2 separate regions of the Sus scrofa genome follow, and region 2 is linked to region 1. The links are chromatin contacts, called in public Hi-C maps. All regions are on one chromosome and are shown on one strand. Each heading gives the region's core, a stretch centred on a gene start, on an enhancer-like site or on the middle of the called end of the contact. The rest is flanking DNA. Distances are from core to core; before and after follow the strand shown.

What was found. Hi-C and Micro-C count contacts between places; a contact is called where the count stands out from the background.
Region 2: a contact with region 1 is called in a Hi-C map of liver, with 2.1 times the contacts expected there. The contact joins two enhancer-like sites. A contact is called at or near these places in 1 of 5 promoter capture datasets (liver) and 1 of 47 Hi-C or Micro-C datasets (liver).

The regions. Positions count from the first base shown.
Region 1 is chr13:178,033,683-178,036,609 of Sscrofa11.1, reverse strand. All of the region lies in intron 2 of ROBO2 (roundabout homolog 2), which reads left to right. Among named protein-coding and RNA genes, the nearest start is that of ROBO2, 1.0 Mb to the left of the region's middle. Within about 2 kb of position 1,454, at least 3 of the 83 cell types and tissues checked have an H3K27ac peak or open chromatin away from gene starts, as enhancers often do. A contact at or near this core is called in liver, where this site is marked.
Region 2 is chr13:178,302,957-178,305,883 of Sscrofa11.1, reverse strand. All of the region lies in intron 2 of ROBO2 (roundabout homolog 2), which reads left to right. Among named protein-coding and RNA genes, the nearest start is that of ROBO2, 740 kb to the left of the region's middle. Within about 2 kb of position 1,398, at least 2 of the 83 cell types and tissues checked have an H3K27ac peak or open chromatin away from gene starts, as enhancers often do. A contact at or near this core is called in liver, where this site is marked.

The DNA.
Region 1 (2,927 bases), core at 205-2,704:
GGGTTGAAAATCCTTTTATCAAAGAAAAATATACTAACTATTCCAAAATCTTTTTATCTAAATATACTACATTTGTAAAAGATTCAACTGCCTAACATCTATAAAAACTGAACATACATACCCAGGATTACTATCACTTTGGGCACAGTTGAATTAACATCATTTAGATTTTATATGTGAGGATGATGCATTAAAATGTGAAGGGTAAACACATATATTTGGCAGAAATAAACATCTCCATTTCCCTATTAAAAATGAGAAAATCAGAGTTCCCATTGCGGCTCAGCAGGTTACGAATTCAACAATTCAACTAGTATCCGTGAGGATGTGGGTTCGATCCCTGGCCTCACTCTGTGGCTTAAAGATCCATGTTGCCATGAGCTGTGGTGTAGTTCTCAGACGGGGCTCAGGTCCTGTGTTGCTGTGGCTGTGGCCTAGGGACGGAGGCTACAGCTCTGATTCGACCCCTAGCCTGGGAACCTCCATATATGCTGCAGGTGTGGCCCTAAAAAGCAAAAAGAAAAAAACTTATCAACTGGTTTCAACTCAACAAATGGTTAAGCACTAGACACTCAGCAATAAAGGGAAGCAATGTGGCAGAGATGACCAGCGTCTAACCTGACAATTCAATCACACAACTGATTAAGCAGTCTGAATAATATACTTGTTGAACTTTTTTTGATCATACCTAAATGCAAGCCCTAACAGTTTCACTGTTGAGCATCTGATACTTAATTTTGCCAAATAATCTTACTAGGGACTATACTTCTATTCTTTCCATCTTTTGCTCAAGAGCCCCCACAGGAATCATGACTAATATTAACAAATGCTTTAAAGGAAATTTGTTGGAGGAACTTTCTTACCCAATGAGCTATAAAACAAAGACCTGATAAGTTTCCGGAGTCTCTACAGAAATCTCACTTGCTTGGTTGGGCCGTATTCCTACTAAGTCTTTTCATTCAAAAAAGATCTTTACCTGGATTGATTTCCTTTGTGGAAATTGGTTGTTGGAAAAAAATGTATTTTTTAAAGATCTTCTCAATAACCTGCAGAGTACTCTGGTTTGCTAGTCGTTGCTGGTTTCTAACTTTTTTTGAATATATAGAAAAATGTTAATTATATTTTATTATTAATAAGGAGCATGGTGGAAGCTCTTTGTACACATTCACAGACATATGTGTATATATGCATATGTAAGTGATGTTTTCTTGCATTAATGATGACTAACAGCAAAAGAAATACATCAACTGCTAAGGAAATTCTTTTTTTTTTTTTTTGCTTTTTCTTATCCTTAAAGTTTTACTAAGAGCTATTTAATTGTTTATTATAGAAACTGTGTTTGTATTTCACAAGTTACAGAACAAATGTTCAACTAACAAAACCTTGGCCTGTGGACCTGAGAGGCCTCTGTAAAGAGAGTTTATTTGTCTCAGGATAAGCCGAGACCCAAGTTCAGCTGTGTTGACACATTAGTTTGTATCTCTCAAGCTTGGGCTTTCTTTACTCTTTTATTTTTGCAGTTATAACTAACCTCTAGTTTAGGACTGGTGGCCAGGGGATTGATCACTTTCTCAAGGGCCTAACTCTAGGCCAAGTCCTAACAAGTTCAATGGGCAACATGTGTCAGACCTCCACTGAAAATTAATTACTCCACTTAATCTATTATCTACTTCAGCTGGTTGTAAAATTTTTGCCTAGTAGCTCAGCTTGAGAGAAGAAAACCACTAAAAATGCTTTGAAAAAGAAGTCATTAGGAATTCCCTGGTGAAGGATTTGGTGTTGTCATTGCTATGGCTCAGATCACTGCTGTGGCGTAGGTTGGCTCCCTGGCCTGGAAGGGCCCACATGCCTGTTGAGGGCCCGGCCAAAAAAAAAAAAAAAAAAATACAGTCATTAGAATTCAATTCAGTGTCTATAACATTATATTTATAAGGATACCACAGAAGTAATAATTATAATAGTCACATGATTATTCAGTGTAATGATTAATGTACAGACCAAAGCCACAACCACCACCACTGTAAAGGCAAAAAAAAGTTACCATATCTCATACATTATCAATAATATTGTCTTCATGTATGATAGATACCATATTTCAACATGCACACACACAAATAATCAACACATTATCTATTAACTACAGACACAACTATAGGCATGGCATGACTTTTTCTAAATTTTAGATTTCAAGTTTCAAGGTAATAATAAACACTAAGGTTTAACTGTGTAGGAGATCTTATGTAAATATAAAAAGGGTAAGATAATAAAAGATGAATTAGATATGGTCCCCACCTCACCCCCATTCCAAAGGGCTCCCATTCTAGCTCAAACTGCAATAGATAATATCATCCTGTAAAAGAGCTTTCATTGCATTTGATGGGCTGCAGTTCTGAGTAGGTTGGGGGAGGAGAGTATAATAAACTCAAGGAGAAAGTACATGCCGAAATTACCCTATGAATTTAGGATGAGTTGTGTTAATACAAGAAATTGTGAGGCTTTCTTGATCAGATAGCAGACAAATACCATTCCATTACACTTTTCTTTTTTTTAATTTTGATGATTCTGTTTTTAAAAATTGCACAGTTTTCATCTCTAGAGGAATCTTCCTTGCATAAAGTAGCCTTTCAACATTCATATACAAAAGAAGAATTTTATCTAACTGTAATTATTTGAAAGACAACAAATCACAGCAATATTGAAAAGAAAAGCTGTAATAAACTATCTTTTAACTTACATTAAAACTGGAGGCAGGAGTTCCCGTCGTGGCGCAGTGGTTAACGAATCTGACTAGGAACCATGAGGTTGCGTGTTCGGTCCCCTGCCCTTGCTCAGTGGGTTAACGATTCGGCGTTGCTGTGAGCTGTGGTGTAGGTTGCAGATGCAGCTCGGATCCAGCATTGCTGTGGCTCTGGCGTAGGCCAGTGGCT
Region 2 (2,927 bases), core at 149-2,648, 270 kb before region 1:
ATTACAGCAAGAGTTATATAAACAATATATCAAGATGCTCTCATAAAGCAAAGAACAGAAGAACTATATTCCAGTTCCAGGAATAGCCTTGACTAACTGAACATATTCCATTATACTACTTTCCAAAAATAAATAAAATAAAAAATCTTTCCTTAACGCTGTGCCCTCACACTGACAAGACTGATGGCATCAATTTAAAAAGTTTATTTTGTCCTTTTAAAATTCTGTCACTTTTAATCAGTGTCACACACATTTATCTTTCTTTACTCTTTGCCATGTTCTCAGGTAAAGGAAATTACTTGTATGCGTATTTACTTTAAACACCACTTGATTAAAAGAGAATTAAAAACCTCAGGCCAAATTTTGTTGTAGTGTTTTAAATAAATTTTAACATTTGCACTACAAATGCAGACTCCCCTCCCACACATAGAAGGGAAAAAAAGTCCCCATACTCCCAGAAGGAAAAGTCTCCACATAGGACATTTTTCCAATAAAATTTGTATAAAACAATCAAAAGAGTTAATTGGTAAAACCATAACTAATTCTTGAAATCATAGACCACCCAGCCACGAAACTATTCAAGGCTTTTTGGTTTTACCAGAATTTTAGCTTAATGAGTAACAAAAAGTATCTGTGACAAAGGAAGACATGTCCCAAAGAGGTTCTGAAGTACAGTGGGTACACAAGAAAAGGGAAATTCTAGGATATAGCCTGTCCTTTAATTTTGATATTGTTTCAAATTATCATTAAGTTCAAAATTTAAAGTACAGATATTTTTGGTAAAGCACAAAAGTTTAGAATTCTTGAAAAATTTCTCTGATAAAATAGGAGAAACAGTCAAAGGTTTGCAAAGAACAAAGCATGGTAGTGAATCATTTCAAATTTTTCAAAAGTGCAGCCACATCATTGACTTCTAATGACTTATTTTCCTCTTTTGTACATTTATCTGATGGACTTTATCTTTTCCCCTGTTCTTTAAAATCTTTTTAAAATTAATGTATCGGATCCATTTGGCAACAAATTTGGATAAATAAAACTAGTCCATTTTTATTAACAATTAGTTTATCTTAAAAAAATAGAAGGTTCGTATTAAGTTTGGACTTGTACCTGGAACCTGAATATTCCTTTTAGAATAAATCCTCGGACAAAGTAAATAAATTCTTGTAAATTAACAATAAATCATGGAGAAAGTATTACTTTATTTAAATGGCTTAGATACAATTTGTAACCTAACATTTATCATTCCTGGTTTGCAAGTTTTAACAGGGAATACCCATCTTTTTTTTTTTTTTTTTTTTTGTGGGCTTGCTTAACTTTGGACACAAGGTAGACAAATGGCCTTGAAAGAGTAAGCAAAAGGTTAATAAAAAACTAGAGCTACAATGAATCTTTTCCCCTCCTCCCCAGAAAAAGTCTGGGTTTTCCTTATCTCTAAAGCATGTGATAGTGATCAAGTTTGGGGGAAAACAACCATCCCTTTGATCTTCAGTTAAGTGAGAAGATATAGTCGTATCCTATTTAAAGAAATCAAAGGTTTCCTATTAGTTTTCTGGTTGAATCTGTCAGCTTAGAGGGAAAAGGGAATTAACAAAACAGTTAAGTGCTTACAGTGACTTTAAAGCCCACACACTTATCCAGTAAAATAACTTTGTATTGTGGGCTTTAGAAAGCCCGAGGTTTGGTGTGTTAGTCTTAAAATTTCTAGTCTATTCTATCCATAAAGAAAAGTAAGCTTGCTTACCAAATAAACATTATCAGATAATATTTTACTTAAAATCAATCTTTGAAAAAGTAAAAATACAACTGTGTCTAAGGTTCCCAATATTGCTGGTCCTAATAGATTTTGCTCTGAGACTCTCACATAAGCCATGTATCCTCTTGTGCAAAAAAGCAAATCTAGTAACAATTTCTTATATTTTCTTTCTTTCTTTTTTTTTTTTGTAAGGGCCACGCCTGCAGTATATGGAGGTTCCCAGGCTGGGCTGAATCAGAGCTGTAGCCACTGGCCTACACCACAGCCACAGCAATACCAGATCCAAGCCTCATCTGCAACCACATCTCACAGCAACACCAAATCCTTAACCCATTGAGTGAGGCCAGGGATGGAACCTGCATCATCCCTCATGGATACTAGTCGATTCATTTCTGCTGAGCCACGATAGTAACTCCATTTTCGAGGGCTTCATAAATTCTATAAAATATACGAGCAAACTTGCAAAACACTATTTATTCTAGAGATCATATTGGTATGTACATACGAATTGTTTAAAAATGAGAGGAATTCCCATATCAAAAATTATTTTACAAAAAGCTACAGCTTTGTCATACCAACAAGGTATTTTCAAAAATCAGATAAACTCACCCAAATGATTGTCTAGCAGAACAGTAAAACTAATGAGTAAATGAAAATGTATAACCTGAAGCAGTAAATTTTCCATTTCTTTAGACTCAACTTTGTGTTTTCATCTAAGTGGCCCTAAGAATCCACAGTTAACATAACAGTCCTTTTCCCAAAGTCTACATTGCATAGGTTAGTCTAAAAGCATTCTAACTATTCAGATTAATCTGAAAAACTTTTAAAAGATTTGTTTCTATTTTAATTTCCAGCTCTTTGTAGATATAACCAAAGAGTAAATGAAATATAAGAGGTACGTATAACTTATAATTACTCATAAATTTTAGATGAATATTATACTTCTTAAAAGATAAATATTTTTGAGAAGACAATATAAAATGTGATTACACAAAGATAGAAATACAAAATAATAGCAGTAGTTATTGCTGGGATAGGATAGGTCCCCTTGCTCTGTGTGCTACAGTTCCCCTTATTTTCTAACACTAATTGCATTTTAATATGGAACCCACTTCTGTTTTGCCCACTACACTACTATTTCCATGATGGTAGGAACAATATTTATATTGCTTCC